6 separate regions of the Mus musculus genome follow, and regions 1, 2, 3, 5 and 6 are each linked to region 4. Evidence: chromatin contacts called from public Hi-C and promoter capture Hi-C data. All regions are on one chromosome and are shown on one strand. The core of a region is the stretch at or near the end of the contact, and the rest is flanking DNA. Distances in the headings are between cores, read along the strand shown.

Region 1 (3,394 bases), core at 59-2,558, 4.1 Mb before region 4:
AGGTGTTATATAGATTTAAGTATTATCAACAGGTTCTGTGGAATGGAGATGTTATTTTATTTTATATTTATTGATACTGTGTCAAATTAAAAATGCAAAGAGAATTAAGGAATCAAAAATAATAGAAGCCCAGCTATTCTCCACACTAGATATAGTTCACATTTTAAAAAGTTTCAACTAATTCTTGCAATTGGTTGCGCTACAGTATGCGATTATGTGATTATTCATGTCAATTATGTAAAAATCTCATTACTGAGAGAAAATTTGTTTTTACTGACAGAATAGTAAAAATGGATCTTTGAAAACTATCTGACTTTTTGTATATGAAAAACTGAGGCCTATAAATCTCCCAAGAGCCAGGCACTACCTAATGAAAACTCACCCTTACTTCTCTCAGGCTATACAATTCCTTTCTGGAAACCTAGGCTTTTCTCCAACTAGAGGTTTATAAGGAGCTAAGGGCAACTTCCATTTGTTTCATAGCATTATCTTTTTAAAAGGTGTGTGAAATCGATACACAATGTATTTGCACTTTTCCTGGCAATCATTTTTTTGAAATTCAACTAATTTATTAAAGAGCTATTTTGGCATAGCAGATAGAGCACTGGGCTTCCAGGGCGTATTCTCCCCTGAGCCCAGATCTTAACAACACTACTTACTATGCCATCTTGGCCAGTAAACCTGAGTTCTTTGAGTCTTACATTTCCAATCAATAAAACGGAGACGACTCCTACGTGATGTGGCAGTACCACCAACTGAAGGTACATAGCCAAACAAACGACCCGGTGGATGCTCTTTGAAGGGTAATCACCCGACTGCCTCCGGGAGCCTCCAGAACCAAGATCTCAGGGCTCCTCGGAGCCTCAAAGGCGGGAGCCGCGCCCACATCTTTTCCGCCTCGGTCGGTTTCACCCAAGACCCAGACACCGCTCTGGGCCCCGTTCCGGAGCCCGCTGGAGTACACAGTTTTAGAGCTTTCTTTTCTCTGCCAGAGGCTCACGCTGTTCGGATAGCGCTTCCGGGCCCCTCCACTGCTGCCGACGTTCAGCAGGAATCCAGCACTGCGCTCCATCTTCTTGCCTTTCTGAAACTGACCGAAGGTGAGCAGCCCAGACCGCCGCTAGTCACCGCCCAACTCTGGCCACAGCAATACACTCCATCAGCCAGCTCAGCAGCGGGAGACGCGGAAGTCCGCGTTACCTAGGAAACTGGGGCGGGACCATGCACGGACCGCCTTACGGAGGGTGTGCGCAGGCGCAGAGCCTGGCTCCGAGTACCGCGAGAGTCGCTTCCCGGAAGTTCCACGTCAGTGGGTTGGCCGGTCCACGGGTCGGTGGGTTCCTGAGTGTGTCGCCTTGAGCCTGTGACGGGCAGGGGCTCGCTCGGACAGTCGGAGCCATGGTAAGTCGGGCCTCAGGGGACAGAGAGTGGAGCCCACCGGCTGCGGCGGGTTCCCGGGGCTTCTTGGCTAGGAGCAGTAGCTAGAAGCGGTCTGCGCTGCTACTGCTGCGGCCTGACGGGGTCCTCCTGTCCCGTTGGCGTCCTGGGAGGAAGAAGGCCAGACCGGGAGGCTGCCGTGGTGACACAGTAGTGTAACTGGGTACCCGCGAAGGAGCGGCGCCCCCGACTCTCAGGGCGGTCAGGGCGCCTGTCAGTGCCCTTGCAGTCTGCACCGGGTCCGGTAGTGCAAGTAAATGCTAGAGTCAGGACTCGGATGCCAAAGGCAACTTTGACCAAGTCACTTTATTCTGTCATTGAGGGTGGTGCTTGCTAACCCACCTTCCAGGTTGCGTGAGGTGTTTGGTAGTGTGCAGGCACCACATTGCAAACTTAAGCAGAGGAAAACCAGAACTAAACAAAGTTAAATGTATATGGAGCCAGAGGTGAAATTTCAAATGCTATGGCAGCCCAGCTCGTCGTTTTCTAGTTGATGTTGATTGGGCCTTCTGTGCACACAGAGGATGACCTTTTTGGGGAAGGCCCTGAGATCTGCCTAACTTAGTTTTGAGACATATTTTTAATAGTCAATTAAAAATTGACTTTCCTTCTTCAATGTTTGTGAGTTCCATACCCACACATTGAACCAGCTTTCGGTGGAAGACATTTGAGGAAAACTGTTGTGTGAACATGTGCTGTCATAGTATACAACGACTCTTTACAACTTTGACCCCTGTATCGGTGTTCTAACTAATCTAGAGATGACCAGGAGTGATGGGTAAATTATAAGCACTTAAATAACTGAACGTGAGCGTTTTGATTTGGTGGAGGATACTGGAACCATGTGCAGAGATACTAAAAGATGGCTGTATTTTAAGTCTCGAGTAAAAAGTACAAAACATGACTTTATTTATTTGCTCACTCACCATAGGAGCATTTCACTGTCCTGCATTTTGCTAAACATTTACCAGCTGATTGTCACCGCAGCCTGTGGATAATTATGAGTAATGTTTATGGTGGTTACTATAAGCCGTGCTCTGCTCTAACTGAACTCTGATTTTAATTCTCAGAATGCTAAGAGAGATATTATTATTATCCCTGTTATACAAGTCAAACCTTGGGTGTTAATTAAACTTACTACCATGTGTCTGACATGAGCGCTGCAGCTGAGGCTTCTAGCAAGACTGTGGACCTCATCTATACTACCTGTTCCTCCCGTATTCCCAAATACATATGGTGTGGAGAGAAGGAGCTGGATAAGCACTGAGCCTGCCCTTCAGAAATAAACCACTCCACAAGCAAGAAGAGCTGTGTACGTGGATGGGGAAGAATCCTCTGGCTAGGCTAATCAGAAAGGGCATAATGGTGGCAGTGGCATTTAAACTAAGTCTGGAGTTGAGGATGCAGTGTGAGTAGTTTAATCGTCTAAGACCTGGTATGATATCTTTAAAACACTCATGACTGGGATGGTAAGTATGACTCCAGGAGCGCTTGCCTGCAGTAATGCACATTTTAAAATGGGTGTCTTTACTTTGGGGTATGTGCAGCTATATACTAGGTAGTTCAGAGATCCCTAGCCATTTTGAAAAATCAATTTGAAAACCTTGTTAGGATTATCCTAACAATCCTATTTTACACACACATACACACACCACACACTTACACATACTTACTTGGATGTGGGGGCTTATGTTATGTTGAAGATCCCACTATGGCTCCTGGCATAACATACTTCCTGCTTGTTGTTGACTCAAAGATGAGAGGGAGAAGTTAAATTTTGTGACAGTAATTAGTGGGGCAAACATTTAGAAATCATCGAAAAGGTTTGCTCCCCTGAGATTAGCTTGTGATTTAAAGATGGTGGCTTGAGTATGTTAGAGATGGGCAGGGCTGCATGACAGTGGAGGTGTTCTCACGAGAACTGACTAGTTAGAGCACGGGCCTAAAGCTGGTTTTG
Region 2 (3,467 bases), core at 806-3,305, 3.5 Mb before region 4:
TTTAAAGTATACAACAGGGCTGGGGACAGGTAAGCTCTGGCATAAAGCACTTCCCTGATATAAAAAGCCCTGAGTTTTAAAAAATAAAATAAAATAAATCAACATCTGACTTGTGGTCAGGCCAATGATCTTTAGCACAAGAAAAGCAACCTGATTTTTCCACTTTGTAAAAACACCCTGAAGGTGGAATGTCCTAGTCAGTGTGTGAATCACGAGGGTAAACTAAAGATGCTTCTTAAATCCTTTTGGCTTTAGTGACTACAATTTCAATTTTACCATTTCAGATTTTTGGTCTTCCAAAACTTGGGCAATAGCCTAATCCAAGCCACCCTGATCTTTCACACATTATATAGTCTTTCTACACAGTTCTGTCTTCTGCTTTCTTTTTTAAAAATCTGTGTGTGTGTGTGTTGTGTGTTCCTCAGATGCCACACATCTTATTTTTTTAGGTAGAGTCTCTCATTGGCCTAGGGTGCCATGATTCTGCTAAGCTAGCAGGTCTACCAGCAAACTCCTGGAATCTACTTGTGTGCCCCTCCCCAGCAATGGGACTACAAGTGGATGCCACCCTAACTTTTAACATCTATTCTGGATATGCCGAGTTCTGTAATCCAAAGACAAGGGAGAAAGAGGCATGAATCAAAGCCAGCCTAGTCTATAGAGTGAGTTCCAGACCACTGAGGACTAACACCGCAAAGTTCTGTCTCAAAAGATCCATAACACCGCAAGGTTCTGTCTCAAAAGATCCAAAACAAAATAAAACAAAACAAAACAAAAAAACTTACAAAGCAGTACCAAGACCCGCAAGTGATAATGAACTCCTGGAAACTCAGACTCCTTGGAGATTTCATTACGACTGGTATTCCCAAACATCCATTCAGCACTTCAGAATAAATACTCATCTAATTTAATTATGATGACTTCACCAGACAGTAAGTAACACTGCCCACAACGATGTTTACAAAAGCACTTGTCACTCCCTTCGGATGTAGCAATGCAGGAAAAAAGGAGTATGTTTCCATACTCTTCCTGTGTTTATACTCTGTAACAAGTGACAATTTAAGTGTCACTTCAGATGGGTTAAATACCAAAGTAAGTCAGGTAACATGTCCCACCACCATCTTCCACGTTGTGTAAACTCTGATTCTGATAGGATTCTTAGCACTAATTCACTCCGTACCCAAGACAGGTTTCCAAGTCAGCCTTTCCAAGAGAGAAACTACAGAATTCTAGGAAGAGACTACAGAATCCTACTCTGGCCGCTGTAAGATAACAGGCTCCTTCGTTAAGCAACTCGAGTTGAGCTTATTGCAACACTAGAGCGGTTCGGAAATAAATTTGCCCCCAATACCAACCTCTAGGAAGGAACAAGCCAGAGCCAGCAAGGATGCTGCAGTGAGCGACTCCCAAAAGCTCCCGTCCACCGAGCACTTACAGCGAGGTTAGCACGGCCTCCCGCAATCCCGGGAGGTGAGTATTCACAGTTCCCGCTTCACGTCTCCTCGGGGTATTTCAGCCAAGGCCGCGCGGGACGGGTTAGCCGCAGCACCGGGACTCTGACCGGTCTGAAACCGGAGAGCCCGGAATCGTGCGGTGAACGCTGCGCCGAAACACCTGAGGGTCCGCAGCCGCCGGGCGTCCGCACCGACACCGGCTGGGCCGTGCCGCGCCCGCTCTCTCTGTGGTCGCCCACCGGGCGCCCTCCGCTGCTCGGTGTCCGCCGCCCGAGGCCTGGGCGCCGCGTACCTCGGAGCCCGCGCTCCCGCGGCCGAGCCCGGCAGGAAGCGCCCGCCCGAGCCGCCAGCGCCGCAGCCCGCGCCGCCTCCCGCGCTCACCTGCCCCGCGCGCCGCCACCGGCTCCCGATCCCGCAGCGCCGTCAGCAGCTCCCGCAGCCGTGCCCGCCTGGCTCCGACACCCGCATGCCCCGCTCCCAGTCTCTTGCTGCCTTCGGGGCTCAGCGCGACACCCGCCCACCGCCCACGACCATGGCCGGCTCCGTCGCAGCCGCTGCACCGCCCGACGGAGCACGCGCGCGCCACCGCCGTGCCCGCGCCTGCGCGAGCGCGCGCGCGAGCCTCCCGGGCTCTCCTCCCCGCTGCCCGGCCCCGCCCACCCTCTAGGGCCAATCCCCCGACGCCCGCCTCCAGGCAGCCCCGCCCACTCACCGCGCAAGCCCCGCCCCTCGAGGGGAGGCAGCACCAGCCTCGCCCTGTGCGGCTGTCGGTGCCGCGTTCCTACTGCGCTGCCGGCGCGCTGGGGTTGGCTCGCAGAGCACTGCGGTGTCTGCAGCCCCCAGCTCGCCGCCTTCGGGAAAACCTGCACCTCCCGGTTCCGCTTCTCCGCAGACTCCCCTTTGTTCCCACGGCCCAGCTGGCCTTCCATTCCCTGCGATGTGAACGATCATTTAGATGTAAAGAGTCCAGCCTTTGAAACACTTCTGTGTTCGTCTCTGCACCACCGCAGCTGACGTTTGGCTGCCAAACCTTACACTTCGCCCAGCGCTTTTTTTTTTTTTTCTCGCCTCTGTCTCCCTGCTGTCGGGAAATTTCATGGCTCTTTAGTGAGACGCTTGAATTTCACTTACTGTCAGCCAAACCTTGGGCGCGGCGGATAGAGCTCAGCGGTAGGGCACTCACATAGCCTAAGAGGTCCTGCGTGGGATACTTGTAGTCTTTTTGTTTACATATAGTAAACCTACTGTAACCTAACGCCACTCTAACAATTCAAGCAAATACTTAAGTAGTCTAGGATAGAATCTACAAGTAGAAGGAAAATGAGACAAGGTGTCAAAACAATAGTTTGATTCTGCGGATGTAACTAAGTGATTTAAAAAAAAAAAAAAATCAAGCGTGGTGGCTAATGCCTATAAAGCTCTGCATTCAGGACCAGAAGGCAGGTGCATTGCCAGGCCAGCTAGGTTACTTCCTGAGTTGCAGACTAGGCAAAGCTGCATAGCAGGGACCCTGTCTCAAAAAAAAAACAAAAACAAAAACAAAAAACAGAGGTTAACCTATTTCACCATGCTTGTACAAGTTTGGGGTTTCTACAAGTAATTTTATGTGGAGCTTTTGAGGCTTCAGCCCATTGCCAGTGGGACATTAAATGCTTAACCCAACTGTGAAGCCCAGGTCTTTTCAGATGTCTAATGAATAGAATTCCCCTTAATATTTAGCGAGCTCACAGCCAGAAATGTCAGTAAAGGACCTTCACACGTTGATCCTCGACCCTTGTACCAAGCTTCTTCCTTCCCCTCCACCACAAGGTCAGTCTCATGTCCACCACAGAAGCAAAAGTATCTTGCACTAGACTAGCAATGGCTTTCTGACCAAGCAGAAAGGGTTGGTGACACAAGCCAGGCTGGCAGATCTGTGAGTTGAGGCCAGCTTGGTCTACAGAGCAAGTTCCAGGAAAGCTAGGAGTACACAGAGAAACCTGGAGAGAGAGAGAGAGACAGAGACAGAGAGAG
Region 3 (3,563 bases), core at 474-2,973, 3.4 Mb before region 4:
CAGCCTGGTCTACAAAGTAAGTTCCAGGACAGCTAGGGCTACACAGAGAAACCCTGTCTCAAAAAACCAAAAACCAAAAAAAAAAAAAAAAAAAGAGATTGGTTTGAATTAATCAATGTCAACGTCTCCGTCTCCCTCCTCTAGGGTTTGTGTTGTGTGACCTAATCAATTGCTTTATTGTTTAAGGCAGTTTGAATTAGTTGAGTTTTTTGTTTGTTTGTTTGATTTTTATTACTCACATCAAAAGTAATTCTAACCCACGGATGTTTGGCCTATGGGTTGGCTCAGAAGATTGGGAAAGTCACCCTATTGTTCTGGAAAAGGTAAGCAGTTAGATTGTCTTAGGAAGCTGAAAATGAAAATCTGTCAGCTCCGTAGTGTGAATATCCAGATATAGAAAGGGAAGGAAGGGGCCATGAGGGGGAATAGAGGGATTGGGATGTGTTTGCAGAGAACACACACAGTTTAGACTCACTGTGTGCCTAAACGTGGGCTTGAGAGCAGTACTCTCTTAAGAGATGTGCCCTTGGACCACCCAGAGAGAGTCACTTTAGTTGATGTATTAGGGTCACTAAGACCCTGATGGGACTTGCATTTCCCAAGTCCTTCTGGAAATGCCTGTTGTCAATACCGCCACCGTGTGGCTGTAAGTTGCAAGGACAACGATGGTAGATTCCTGAAAACTCGAGGTCATCCTTTAGACTGCGAACATGATTTTTTTTCCCTTACATATTTTGGATTTCTTAACCCACTTTTGGTTTTTGAAAAGAGTGGAGAAGGACCTTCGTTTTATTTTTTTCCTTGAGCCAAGGCCTCCTGTAGCTTCCGGTGGTCTTGACTTTTGCTATAAAGCCAGGGATGACCTTGAACTCCTGATCTGCCTGTACCTCCTAAATTCTGGAATTACAGGCACGTGTCAGCTCGCCTGTCTTAGGCCGTGTTGAAGAATCAAACCCAAGGGCTTCCCGGACGCTGAATTCTACCAACTGATCTACATCTCCAGTCCCTCTTCCCCACCAGGTTTAGAATCAGTCTTAATTATTTCTCAGCGGACAGTTGGTTCTCCCTCCTGGCTATACATTAGAATCACTTCGGGGAACCATATAAACTCTGGACGTGTGGGCCCCACTTTAGAGATCTTGACTTAATTAACCTGGAGGCCCATAGATCGTTTTCAAGGCTTTTCAGCTTATCTAAAGTTGAAGCAAGAGTTGTGCCTCATGTCCTTATGTAATCTTTTATCTCTGTAGCCACAAACCCTTTATTAACCAGTCTTATCAGTGTCTAACAGGAGCCCAAACTGCCTATCTAGACTGAGCTTCGTCAGGCAGGCATCTCAGTTCTTCGTAGACCTTTGAAAATATTCAAGGAGAAGGTGAAATGTTATCAAGAAATGCTTATTGGGGTTGCCCCGTGCAGACAGTTCCTGAAAAAGGCTCGCAGTCAGGGCGTGAGGGGGAGCTGTAGGGAGCGCAGGCATCCAGTGATAATAAGGCAGCCCCGGCCTCACTTTCACTTGCAACCGCAAATGTGTGTATTTCTAGCTTCTCGGGGATCAAAGAAACACCATGGTGACTGAGCGACTATCAGGCGGAGCGTCCAGGAAGTGTCAAAGCGCCTGCTACAAAGTAGCCGCAGCAAGTCCGGGTCCGGTGGGAGTGGAGGCGGGAAGAAGCCCCGCCCCGTGGGCGGAGCTAACGATAGAGCGCGGCGTGGACCCGCCTTCCCGGCGCGCCAGGTGGTGTTGTCCCGCCCCGCTGGGAGGCCATCGACTGCGTCAGTTCGATTGGTCAGCCTGGCTGCGCTAACGGTCGCGTAGGCGGGGCTTAGGCCGCGGGGGCGAGCGCGGTGGAAGCCACGGGCTGTGACCGAGGTGAGTGGCGCTTGGGGTCGCCGAGGACTTTACGTGGGCCCCCTTCAGGTGCACGCCCAAAGGTGGCTTCTCCGGAATCCGGAGCGTCCCACTCACCAGCCAGGGCCCTCAGAATGGAGTCGCCCCGGCTCCTACGCGCTAGCTAGGAAATGCGCGTGCAGGTGTGGGCGTGGACCTCCCTGCGGGGAGCCCGCCCGTCGCTTTGTGTCCCTCGCTCCTCACTCAACCTCTTCTCCCAGCCGAGTGTTGAAGGTGTGCGACCTGGTAGAGGAAGCAGGAACTGAGCTTAGACTCCTACATGGAATCGGCTGGGTTCCGGGCTAGCTCCAGTTCTCTTTGCGGCGCTGTCAGGTGATAGCGATTTGGAGCCAAGTGGGAGATCGCGGAGTAAAGGGTAGGCGAGTACCCCTCCTGTCAGACTCATTACAAATTTAAGGACTCCGCCTTTATGTGGGTCCACGTTGATTAATGTGAAAAACACAGCAAAGCCTAATCAAGGTTCCCACTATTATCAACTAATCAATAATTGTTCACGCCACGGTGCAGACGTAGAGAAAGAGGACAACCTTGGGCGTCGGTCATTGCCTCTACCTTGTTTGAGACAAGGTCTTTTGTTTTTCTGCATACTGTAGGGGATGGAGGGGAGAGCTGCAGAGTCCGATCTCCCTACAGGAGGCCCGGGGTTACAGAATTCTCGCCTCCTGTGGATTCTGAGGATTGCTTCTCAAGCTTTCTTGGGACAAGTGCCTTTACCCACTGAGCTGTCTCTCTAGCCTGCCACTTTATTTTGTAATCATATCAGCGCTGCAGGCATTGGTTTCAATCTTGTGCATTGCATGGATTTTTGTAAATAGTAAATAGCTAGTAAATGGTAAACCGTGAAGAGCAAGTTGCAATGTTGTTGGAATTGAATTGTTGATTCACGTTAAGGCAAGGTTTCATGCAGGCCGTCTGAGGACGACATTGAATTCCTGATCCTCCAACCTCTGAAATGCTGGGGTTACAGCTAAACACCACCACACCCAGCTATTATATTTATGGGGGTTTTGTTTTTTTTTTTTTTTTGTTTTTGTTTTTTGTTTTTTGAGGCAAGATTTCTTTATGTAGCCTTGGCTGTCCTGGAACTAGCTCTCTAGACCCAGCTCACCTAGAACTCACAGAGATCCTCCTGCCTCTGCCTCCTGAGTGCACACCACCATTGCCTGGCTATAAAATTTTAGTATGTGTTGTATTTTAACAGATCCTCAGATACCTACAGGGCAATTAATGAACTGTTGTGAAACATGGATGGACTGTGTCAAAATATACACTTTTCCCCCCATGATGGCTGTCACTTGTACTCACACTCCCAGGGCTGAGAGGGATGGGTTGCCTAGGCTAGTTCTAGGTCAGCCAAGGTTCTGTTTCAAACATCTCCAGTTTCATCTTTTTCTCATTTTGTTTTTCTCTTATCTTCTTTTTCTCTTATTTTCCTTTTCTCTCTTTTCTTTTTCCCCACCCTCCTTTTCTTGAGACAAGATCTTGCCATGTTGTCCAGGTTGTCTTGGAAGTCACTATGTAGACCAGTTTGGCTTTGAACTTACAGGAGTCCACTAGGATTTGCTTCCTGAGTGCTGGGAATAAAGGCATGCATCACCATCCGCCACTAAACATTTTTACCACTTTTAATTATGTGCGTGTTCATGTGTAC
Region 4 (3,519 bases), core at 297-2,796:
AGCCACCACACAGTACAGGAAAGCCTAAGTAACCGGTCCCTACCGCTCCACGGGAGGAAGCAGCAGCAGCATGATTAACAATATCTCCATTGTTTCTGAAACTTCAGCATATACACATTTTAAAGGGACATGTGTCTGTGGTTTAAGTCTCTAACCCTCTTTAGTTTCGCAGCCTCCTTTACTATACTGACCACTGAGGACGACACAGTAAAAGACAGAGAGCACGGGACAAAAATTAACCTAAAAATGGCGCTGCATTCCAAATAAGATAATTCGTTTCATCATATCGTTAAGCTGCAGCCTTTAAGAATAAGTGTAAAAGCCGGGCGTGGTGGCGCACGCCTTTAATCCCAGCACTCGGGAGGCAGAGGCAGGCGGATTTCTGAGTTCGAGGACAGCCTGGTCTACAGAGTGAGTTCCAGAACAGCCAGGGCTACACAGAGAAACCCTGTCTCGAAAAACAAAACAAAAAAAAAAAGTGTAAAAAGCTAAAGATAACTATAGCCATTGATCTCTGACTTACATACAAAATATAAAATACAAATATTCGAGTTGTACAAAGAGCTATAATAAAGTAATACATTTTTGAAACTCTAAATTGGCCTCAAGAAAGCCAGGCGAGGTGGCGCGGATCCTTAATTAGGAGACATAGGTAGGCCCATCTCTGAGTTTGAGGCCAGCCTGGTCTACACTGCAAGTTCCAGATCATAGCTACAAAGGAGAGCCAGCGCTAGTTGGGGAGAATGGGGAGCACTTTTGGCAACAAGTCTACAGTCTGTAAATGAAAACTAGGTCTGACATCAGAATGCACTAACTCCACGATTTTGTAAAGGACAAAAGCCCATTCACTGTCAAGTGTCTCCGCGTGAAAGCGCTGTTGTGGAATTCCCCTTTCCAAACTTTCACTCCACCAATCTTGTTTCCTATGCTTGACTTGAAAGCGTGAAGCCATCTGCAATTCCCCTGCCATCAGGGGTTCCCGCCACATTTCCGCACCTCTCATACTAACATCACCAAGGAACCCTGCGGGCTTCCCGCTGGGCGGCTAACGCTAAGGCCTGGTCCTACACCGGCGGCAGCAGCAGCAGCCGGGTCCCTTCCCGGGAGCCATGCAGCCCACAGCCCGCAGCCCGCCCTCCCGCAGGCCGAAGCACCTGGCCGGCCAGCCCAGAGTCCCATAGGGAGGAGGAGGAACCCAGGGGCGCGACGACCGGGCAGCCGCAACCCGGCATTGGAAAGCCCCGCGGCAGGTGGGCCGCAACGAGCTGCGGCCGCGGGCCATGAGGCCTGGAGCCTAGCGGCACCACCGTGGCCAGGGCCGAGACCGCACCACAGTTAGCCGCAGCTCGCCCGTCTTTGGGGCATGCGGTCGGTTACAGAGCGCGCCCCCGGCAGAGCGCGCCTCCGGCGGAGCGCGCCCCCGGGCCTGCCCGCCGTTCCTCCGGCCGGGGATGCGCGCAAGTCACAACAAATCGCTGTCCGTCCCGCCCCCTGCCGCAGCGCTTGGACTCACCCACATCCGGGGCTTGAGAGCGCCGCGAGTCACGTGACCCAGAAGAAGGGCGGGGCCGGGAGGAAGCCGACGCGCGCGCAGTGGGTAAGGGTTTTTCGCGCCCGCGGCCCGGGTTTCCGAGGGTGGCCAAGCGTTCGCCCTCGAACTCCGGCGTCTACCGCTTCCAGAGGCGCGGGCCGGTACTTTCAACCGAGCTTCAGAGCCACTTCTTTACTGCACGCTGTGCGGAGTGGAACGGAGCCCCCATGGCGACGCTCGACCTCCCCCCTTGCACTTCCGCATGTAGTATCCTCCCACCCCTCGAACCGGAAGTCGCTGCAGCGGGTGACTGTAGTGTCCCAGGATGGTGGCCTCCGAGGGCCATTTTAGTGTAGGCGCCGTGCTCGTAGCTTAGAAATACATTTACAAAGCTGTGTGCATGAAAGGTGTGTATGTCTCATAGGACGTACGCATCTAATGTCTAGAAAGAGATATCCGGGCAATGTGACAAGCTTTCCTCCTGTTGTCACGTATTGTGCCCAGAGATCTAGGGGACTGGTGAAGGAATGGACCCTTGGGACTGCACTCAGCCTGGGGTCTAAAGGAAACAATCTGAGAGCTGAGAGTTTGATATTATCTGGTATCCGGAGCGGGGGAACTTTCTGTTTACGTAAAGGGTGAGCACCCGAGCACCTGACCCAGGAAAATAGATGTGTTTGGAAGGACGGCCAAGCATAAGTGATGAGGGACGGGGGTGGGTGAAAAGCGTGCTAGTTTCTAAGCATGTAGAAGAGAGTCATGTTACAAAGTATTGAGGCGAACTTGTGGAAAGACTGGGTATCCTTACATTACCGCTGGAGACAGTAGTACCCTGCCAGTCAGTCACAAAGCTGACCTGACTTGTTTCATAGATCATTTGAGGCAAGCAGCAAAGCATTCAAGGACAGAGCCTGCTGAAAAGCTGGAGAGAAAGTCAGAGCACTTTAGAAAAAGGTGCAATCCATAGGGACTGGGAAAGTCAGCACCAGAAGGTGTGAAATGCAGCCCAAGGCTCAGCTACAAAAACAAAAGGCTTGTCAAACCCTGAGGGGTGATTAGAAGTGGCCCTTCAGCTGGCTTTGCGTTATCCACTAGCTAGGGTCTGGTTATGTCTGAGGAAAACTGCTAAGTTATCACCTGGTTTTAACGTGGCAGAGGGAGCTTCAGTGTGTGTGTGTGTGTATACGCGTACACGAAAGTTGTGGTGGTGGGGGAGATTTCTGCGTACAGGTGGAGTTGTAGATGAGTGTAGAGGCCAGAGGTCAACATCAGTGTCTTCCTTTATTACTTTGAATCTTAAACCTGGAGCTTTCTGATTCAGTTAAACTGCCTGGCCTGGCAGCTTCCCAGAGAACACAAGTGTGCCATCGTGCCAGGCTTTTTCTGCGGGTGCCAGGAATCTGAATTCAGGTCTTTTTGCTTGCACAGCAAGCACTTCACTCCACTGAACCTCCTCCCAGGCCCCAGGTTGTTTAATTTTTTAAAGTAAAAAGCCCTTTCCCTCCTACAGACTAGGTAGATAGCGCTAGCTTGCTTGCCTTTATTCTGTTGGAGGCAAGCACATAGCCGCGTAGCACAGTTTGTTTCTTGTATGAGTCTCCCTTCTCTCGGAAACAGAACAGTTCCTGAGAGAGCCACTGGTACTAATCCTCACAAGACCTTTCCTTGGGTTGCCACTTTGTGGCAGGGAGCACAGTAGGGTGTGTTTGTGATAAGGAACAAACTTGGAAGCCAGAAACCCAAAAGCACTGCTTGATGACTGAGTTAGACTGCAACAGTTTCAGGAGAAAAATGTGGAACAATCTGTGGTCTGGGAGCTTAGCAAGCATCCTGAGCACTTGGACCAGGCACTGAAGAGAGCCAGCAAGATGGTTTAGTGGCTTAAAGGCGCTTGCTGCCAAGCCTGGCAACCTGAGTACAATCTCTGGGACCCGCCTGGTGGAAGAAGAGAACCAAAATCCCCAAGTTGTCCTTTGACTTCCACACGA
Region 5 (3,490 bases), core at 940-3,439, 3.1 Mb before region 4:
CCACTGTGGTGTCTCCTTCTAGGAAACAGTGAAAACTGGAATGAGCCAGCATGCCTGCTCCTTTCATGACCAGAGGAAGGAAGGAGTTGCTGTGCTGGTGTTGGCACGTTCCTGTACCTCAGGTCTTTAGAGGAAATTAAAAGCTCATCTAGCTTATATTTGAAAATCTTGCTGAGATGGGTTTTATAATAATCTGGCATTTTGTACCAGTAGCCAAGGAATATCTAATGTTTTGAGGCATGGTTCTAAAGGAATATATACACAAAATGAAAAAAAAATTCTATGTAAAGAATCTAGAAGGAAGTAGTTTGTATAAGTTAAAAATGAAAGCCTACTTCAGGTTCAGGCCGGTCTGATCTACATAGTTCCAGGCCAATCAGAGATACATAAAAAGATCCTGTCTCCAAAGAAAAGAAGAGAAAAGGAAAGGAAAGGAAAATTGGAAGGAACAAACAGAACAGACGCAAAAAAGAGTAGAGTCTGACTTATAAAATTGTATAACCTTGATTAGATCGTCTTTTCTGAGACATTTCTCTGTATGGTTTTGTCTTTCTTTCTTTTTCTTTTTTCTTTCTTGGTTTTATGGGACAGGGCTTCTCCATGCATCAGTCCCAGCTGTCAAATTTTTTTGTTTGTTTTGTTTTTCGAGACAGGATTTCTCTGTGTAGCCCTGGCTGTCCTGGAACTCACTTTGTAGACCAGGCTGGCCTCAAACTCCCGAGTAATGGGATTAAAGGCGAGCACCACCACGCCCGGCTAGCCCCAGCTGTCTTAATTCACTTTATAGACCATGCTGACCACACTGGCCAGGGATCTGCTTGCTTATTTCTGGAATACAAGGATTAAAGGCAGAGCCACCATCCCCTCCCTCCCCCTGCCACGCCCCCAGCCTAGATTGTATTTAACTGATTAAATTTTTCAGTTGTTTAAATGTATACTTCTCTGTTGAGAGGCCAAATCTTGTAAGTTCAGACTCCATTTTAGAGAACCTGGCCAAAGTTTGAACTCAGACAAACTAACCAACATAACACTAGTTTCCAAGTTACCCCTCAACAAGACCAGCGTCCCCAGGTTATTACCCCAACATATCTGCACCCCCAGGTTACGAGGCCACCCCCTGCCTAACGACCACTAATGCAGAGGGAAGCAGAAATTAAGTTTATGATATGACTCCCAGCACCAGCCAATTGTGTTAAAGGCCATGGTAGCTCTCGAATTAGATGCTTAACTACCACCACTACCACATCCCACCCTCTGCTTGTAGCTTTCTATAAAGTCTTGTCCCCACTGACATTCGGGGTACACCAAAAACTGTGCTGTGTGTTGGTGGCGAGCCACAGCGAGCTGGGATAGAATAAAGACCGTGCTATGAGTTACATCAGATGGGCTCCTGCCTGGTTTTGGGGGATCGCTAACACTTTCGTGGCGCTACAACTGTATGCCCTTGATTAGATTTCCTTTACTGGCTTTCTTCTTTGCCATTCATTCTTCCTTGATTAGTCGCCACCTTTTCTCTCCAGAAGTTTTCGAGATATTTAACCTTTCATTCATCTTGCGTTACAGTTAGGCAAACAATTTGGTAGGAAAATACCCATTCCCCTTAGTCAAAAATAATTTTAGAAATTCCCCCCGGGAGGGTTGGTGTATAGTTTTAAAATAATCAGTAAGCTTCAACGTTGCATTTAAATTTTAATGTCATCATTAAAACCTCTTTTTACTTTCTAATTCATTTTTAAGGCAATCATCGTTGCCAGGGAGAGATTTGCTCTAGGGAATTAATTGCTCAATCGCTCCTGCTCACTTGCTTACCTTGATTTTTTTTTTTTGGTTTTTCGAGACAGAGTTTCTCTGTAGCCTTGGCTGTCCTGGAACTCACTTTGTAGACCAGGAAGGCCTCGAACTCAGAAATCCGCCTGCCTCTGCCTCCCAAGTGCTGGGATTAAAGGCGTGCGCCACCACGCCCGGCTGCTTACCTTGATTTTACTAAATTCAATCCCTATTCTTGGAGATTTTATTTCTTTTTCTAGTTTTAAACAATGTAACCCACTAGATTGCTAGCACGCAAGGGATCACGAAGACAGACAGGGTCTCCATTAAACAAGTTCAAAGTTTCCCCCCTCCGGCTTGACCGGGCCCTTCCCGTTCCCTCTCTCGCGAGACTTGGAAGCCGGAAGTTACATAAAGGACTCGAAACTCAGCCGCGGCTCGGTTGGTGTTGGCGGGAGCCGGGTGGGCCGGCTGCCTGGTGTTCTTTGCTGTGCGACCCGGGCTGCAGGTGCTCCGGGGTGTTGCTGTTGAGTTCCGCGGCCCAACGTCACGATGAGGGTGGCCGTGGCCGGCTGCTGCCACGGCGAGCTGGACAAGATCTACGAGACTCTGGCGCTGGCGGAGCGGCGCGGCTCGGGACCCGTGGATCTCCTTCTGTGCTGCGGCGACTTCCAGGCGGTGCGCAACGAGGCCGACCTGCGCTGCATGGCCGTGCCGCCCAAGTACCGTCACATGCAGACCTTCTACAGGTGAGGGGCGCGCGGCCGGTCCTCGCGTGGGGTTCCAGGTCCTGCTGCCGCAGATCGCGATGTCTGTTGGACCCGGAGCTTAGGAAATGGCCCTGGCCTCCTCCTCTCTGTACACACCTGGCTCTTCTTCCCAGGGACCCGGGGTGACACCAGCAGGTTTAGATACTTTGGATTTGCTAGAACACGATGGTTAGTTGATTTAATGATCTGGTTTTCCCGTGACCTGCTGTGTGCTAGTCTGGGTTCTAGAAGCCCAGACTTGCACTTCACAAAGTTCTTGATCTCAATGAATGTGTGCTCGACACTCAAGATTTAATTTATTCTTAAGGGCAGGGATGGGAAGATAGTGGGGACCGTTTGATCGTTTTTGAGCTCGGCCTTTTCCTTCTGACCTCTTGCTTTTTTGTGTTTAGTTTGGTTCCTGACAGCTTTATTACCGTTATGTTGTAGATATTACTCTGGAGAGAAAAAGGCCCCGGTTCTCACCATCTTCATTGGAGGAAACCATGAAGCCTCAAACCATTTGCAAGAGTTACCCTATGGTGGCTGGGTAGCGCCGAATATTTATTATTTAGGTATGTGTTTATGTGCACTTTTTTTGGTCTTGTCAGAATCTGTACCAGCTGGGCAGCTTCTAGAAGACATGTGGTGAATGCCATTAACTTAAATAATCATGAGAATTGAGTTAAAATAGTTATTAAATGGCCAGTCATGAACATACATCCATTTTCTTCTAGAGGTTTAAATAATAGCTAATATGATGACAAGTTTTTTTTTTTGTAGTCTCTTTGCTTTTTTCTTATTGCATTAAACTTTATAATGGAAAATGCTAAACATACATAAAAATACCGAGTAGTTTAATAAATTTCTTTACTTGTTAACCTCAACTCCTATTACTTTGTTCTACTCCCATATTTAAATATCCAGTATTGTTTAAACTTTTCCTGAGGGAGATGGCTGGGATGCCTTAAAGC
Region 6 (3,604 bases), core at 353-2,852, 4.3 Mb before region 4:
GGCTGTTATATAAGGTTTGTGCTGCCTTCCCAAAGCACACAGTGCTTCTCACCCAGTCTTCTCTTCAGCCAGGCCTCAGTCTTCCATGATGCAGGGTGGAAATCTTCCTCTGAAGGAGAAGTCATTGTTCAGGCTCTCTCTGGCTGGCTGTGTCTAGTCTCTGCCTCCACAGCCCCGGGTCCTGACTCAGAAAGACTTGGCCTTTGGTTAATTTATGAAAGTAAACCAACCTGTAGGAGTGTGTACACTACATATGCTCACAGATGCCTCCAAATTTTGTGACACACCACCTACGCTGCTGGCATCAGTAAGAAACTATCCAAAGGACACTGTACACTTAGCTACTATCGTGCTGCTTGAACCTCCTCCAAAGCCATCGAGGTAGAGGGTTGTTTCTACTGATTACAGGGAAGGAAACTGAAACCTGAGTAGGTAAAGCTGCTTGCTTGGGGTCACTTTATGGAGGTGCATTGTACCCTAAGTTTCCCAGAAGAAACGCAAAGGGCACAGGGTCTACTGCCTGAGTGGGGAGGTATCTTTTCCCTGGTTTCTTAGTGGGGCTACCTGTGTGCCCACATACTGATTAATGGCAAAGGTGTGGCCCTTCCTAAGAGCCTGGGAATATCATGGGAGACTGGGGATAGAAACTGGGTCCAGAGCTAGCTCTCCACCCAGGAGTTGATTTATCACTGTGGCTAGGAGGAGGGGGGAGCTTAAATGTTTAGCATTCACAAGCCTTGACATCACCCTTGATTTTTCCCCCCACCCTGCAACTCACTCCATTAGGATTGACAGGCCACGGTGAAGCTTCTTGTGAGGGCTGGGCAGTTATAGAGGGTTATGGGAGGCTGAGAAACTACTCTGCATTAGCGAGGCAAATTAAGGTTCTAAATTACACAAAGACCTCCGGGAGTAGGTCCTGAATCTCCAAGGATTCGGTTGCAATTTCTTAGTATGAATGAATATACTTGCCAGAAAGTCCTAATTGTATTTTCTTTCTAAAATAGCCCCCATTTTCCCCTCCCCCAAACTGTGCCAGCTTCAGAACCCCATCCCCCCACAACCTTTATCCTCACCAAGGCAGAGCTGGAGAATAGAGGTGTAAATGTGTCAGAAGAGGGAAGCAGGGGCCCAGGAAGAGTAAATCCTCATCTAACATGGCAGAAAGTCAATAGATAAATCAAGAAATCGCTATGTAAGCTCTTTTTCTTTCTTTCTTTCTTTTTTTTTTTTTTTTTTTTTTTTTTTGCGACAAAAAGTGACCATCCAAGGAAGGGACTGATGAAAAAGGGCTCTAGGTAGAGCAGAACAGGAGGGGCTTGTTTCTTTCATTGTAAGTAGCTATTTTATACTTTAAGAACTGTTCATACATTGCTTGATATGGTTTTAATTCAGGCTTTTAAAAACCAGAGTGAAAGTTAGATGAAAGAAACAAACAGAATACAAAACTAAAAAAAAAAGTAAAAAATGAAAACACAGAGCAGAAAGGCCACAGATGACAATCTACTGAGGACCTGAAGAGCGGGGGCGGGGCACGGGGCGTGGTCTTAGGTCGCTGAGGGGGCGGGGCAAAGCTCCGCTCTGTCTCCCGGGAGTTCCGCCCACAGCAGGAAGCTGGGAGCGCAAGGTCAAGTTCACTCGCGGCTCCGCCCCCAGCCTGGGTCAAGACTAGTTAGTCTTAGGGCGATCTGCGGGGTGACCCATCCTGGTCGAGCAGCAGATCCGCGGTCCCTGTTGACTCTGAGCGGAGCCCCGCGACGCGCAGGTAAGCACAGCCAGCGACCTTGGCTGCCTGCTTCGCCCGCGTGGGTGTCCACGAAGCCTTGAGTCCCCGCGTACCTACCAGGCCCACGTGACTCTCGGGGGCGGCGACTCGGGCGCGCGCGCGCACGACAGAGTCAGATGGCTGTGGAGCGCAGAACCACGCTAGCCCCACGGTCACTTTTCTGACCGATTGGCTCGAGCTGACACGGGTTCGGATCCCCCCTGCAGCACGTTTACAGTCAGTTAAAAGTAAGTGTGTGACAATTACAGCGTATTGTTCAGTGTTCTCTTTCTATTGGCCTAAGTGGGGTTCCAGCGATTGTCACGTGTAGCGTGCTGCCCCGCAGAGCACAGACTAGCGAGGAGACCTCCAGCAAAGGCAAACCACACACATTAAAGTATGACAGTTCAAATTAGTAGGAGCTGTGGAGATAATTTTTAAGATAAGTAAATAAAAGCGCAGGGTGCTGGAGAAGTTTTATTACGTTTCCCGTCAGCAAAACCTGCTGGAGCTAAAGCTACCCCGTGAATGACGGAATTCCAGACATAAAGTAAGGCTTGGGAAGGAGGTTCCCTTGGGATCGTCCTGCAGAGAGCTGGTGCCTGCGAGTTCCTGTCCTAGTTAGTCGACGTCAACAAGTGAGTCATCTGGAAAGAGAGAACTTGGAGTTTTTAAATGCCACCATTAGACTAACCTGACCAAAAGGGTGTGGGGGCATTTTCTTGATTACTGATGTATGTAGGAGGGCTCAGCCCACAGTGGGGGATTCCACCACACCCTTTCCCACGTCCCCCACCCCAGTGGTGGTCCTTAGTTGTAATAGGCTGAGCAAGCCTTGGAGAACAAGCCAGGAAGCAGTGGTCCTCCATGGCCTCAGCTTCAGCCCCTGCCTGGATTTCTATCATTAATGGGACTGTGACGTTGGGAGAGCAAGGCAAATAAAGGCTTCCTACCCGAGTTGCTTTTGATCAGGGCATTTGCCTCGGCAGTTTCTTAAGCCACTGTTCTAAGATGGGACTGCTTGTACTACCAGGAAATGGGTTTGTGGGAAGCAGCTGCCAGAGCTGTTCAGACAGCAGCGGGCACAGCAGGGGTGAAGGTATCTCTGCTCCTCAAGACTGAACTTGAGGTGTCTGTCTCAGAGTAAGCTTCCCCCCCCCCCCCCCCCGCCTTAGTACATTCCCCTCTGACAGATGAGTAAACTCTCACAATACAGCCTGTTCTCTAAGTTGAGGACTGGTTTAACCATTTTTTGGAAACACTTGGCTCATGCCTTTCCCTTGACACTAAGGGTTAGGAGAAGCCAGATACAAGACCTGCTCTCCTGGAGCCTGTGCAAGGTTGGCCACTTACCATGCGGACTCTGAGCCTTGTGAGGGAAGCTGCCTTGTTTCCATTTAGCATTTAGGCCAGTGGTTCTCAGCCTTCCTGCTCCTGCAGTCCTTTAATACAGTTCCTCACGTTGTGACCTCGTCATAAAAATTATTTCATTGCCACTTCTGAACTGTAATTCTGCTACTGTTATGAATTATAGTTTAAATATTTGATAGGCAGGATATCTATGTGAGCCCCCAAATGGGGTTGCGACCCACAGGTTGAGAACTGCTGGTCTAGGTACACATTTCCCAGCAAGCACCACCTGATCCCGCCAGCCCCAAGAGGCAGCTCTTCCACTGGCAGCTCTCTCCCCTGAGGCACCGTCTCTGCTGGCCCCTTGCTGAGGACCCCTCAGAACTTGAGACCAGCACAGATTTGAGAGAGTGGCTTCAGGAAACACCTGTCAGCTGCTTGGCATTTACATGTGTGTGTATTTATAATATCTTCTTTATATTTTTAAGG

Evidence for each region. Promoter capture Hi-C pulls out the DNA fragments that hold promoters and counts their contacts. Hi-C and Micro-C count contacts between places; a contact is called where the count stands out from the background.
Region 1: a promoter capture Hi-C map of pre-B cells shows a contact between it and region 4, with 2.2 times the contacts expected there. The contact joins the promoter of Copb2 here to the promoter of Anapc13 in region 4. A contact is called at or near these places in 1 of 39 promoter capture datasets (pre-B cells) and 1 of 484 Hi-C or Micro-C datasets (CD4 T cells).
Region 2: a Hi-C map of CD8 T cells shows a contact between it and region 4, with 6 times the contacts expected there. The contact joins the promoter of Pik3cb here to the promoter of Anapc13 in region 4. A contact is called at or near these places in 2 of 39 promoter capture datasets (erythroid cells and pre-B cells) and 3 of 484 Hi-C or Micro-C datasets (CD4 T cells, CD8 T cells and embryonic stem cells).
Region 3: a contact with region 4 is called in a promoter capture Hi-C map of pre-B cells, with 5 times the contacts expected there. The contact joins the promoter of Cep70 here to the promoter of Anapc13 in region 4. A contact is called at or near these places in 1 of 39 promoter capture datasets (pre-B cells) and 2 of 484 Hi-C or Micro-C datasets (CD4 T cells and regulatory T cells).
Region 5: a contact with region 4 is called in a Hi-C map of CD8 T cells, with 4 times the contacts expected there. The contact joins the promoter of Dbr1 here to the promoter of Anapc13 in region 4. A contact is called at or near these places in 2 of 39 promoter capture datasets (erythroid cells and pre-B cells) and 4 of 484 Hi-C or Micro-C datasets (CD4 T cells, CD8 T cells and regulatory T cells).
Region 6: a Hi-C map of CD8 T cells shows a contact between it and region 4, with 5 times the contacts expected there. The contact joins the promoter of Nmnat3 here to the promoter of Anapc13 in region 4. A contact is called at or near these places in 1 of 39 promoter capture datasets (erythroid cells) and 2 of 484 Hi-C or Micro-C datasets (CD4 T cells and CD8 T cells).

Annotation. Positions count from the first base shown.
Region 1 is chr9:98,562,423-98,565,816 of GRCm38.p6, forward strand. Copb2 (coatomer protein complex, subunit beta 2 (beta prime)) reads left to right here and starts at 1,309. Exons shown (of 22, transcript NM_015827.2): 1 at 1,309-1,401. The coding sequence starts at 1,399. 4930579K19Rik (RIKEN cDNA 4930579K19 gene) reads right to left here and starts at 1,189. Exons shown (of 1, transcript NR_029444.1): 1 at 38-1,189.
Region 2 is chr9:99,138,156-99,141,622 of GRCm38.p6, forward strand. Pik3cb (phosphatidylinositol-4,5-bisphosphate 3-kinase catalytic subunit beta) reads right to left here and starts at 2,056. Exons shown (of 24, transcript NM_029094.3): 1 at 1,836-2,056. It also overlaps the pseudogene Gm2773.
Region 3 is chr9:99,241,618-99,245,180 of GRCm38.p6, forward strand. It overlaps Cep70 (centrosomal protein 70), which reads left to right and starts at 1,724. Exons shown (of 18, transcript NM_023873.4): 1 at 1,724-1,873.
Region 4 is chr9:102,624,750-102,628,268 of GRCm38.p6, forward strand. Anapc13 (anaphase promoting complex subunit 13) reads left to right here and starts at 1,547. Exons shown (of 3, transcript NM_181394.3): 1 at 1,547-1,597. Cep63 (centrosomal protein 63) reads right to left here and starts at 1,375. Exons shown (of 17, transcript NM_001081122.1): 1 at 1,155-1,375. The coding sequence starts at 1,232.
Region 5 is chr9:99,573,610-99,577,099 of GRCm38.p6, forward strand. It overlaps Dbr1 (debranching RNA lariats 1), which reads left to right and starts at 2,190. Exons shown (of 8, transcript NM_031403.3): 1 at 2,190-2,516; 2 at 2,967-3,091. The coding sequence starts at 2,320.
Region 6 is chr9:98,294,968-98,298,571 of GRCm38.p6, forward strand. Nmnat3 (nicotinamide nucleotide adenylyltransferase 3) reads left to right here and starts at 1,603. Exons shown (of 5, transcript NM_144533.3): 1 at 1,603-2,013. Gm46126 (a long non-coding RNA gene) reads right to left here. Exons shown (of 2, transcript XR_001779264.2): 1 at 3,119-3,604; 2 at 2,230-2,412.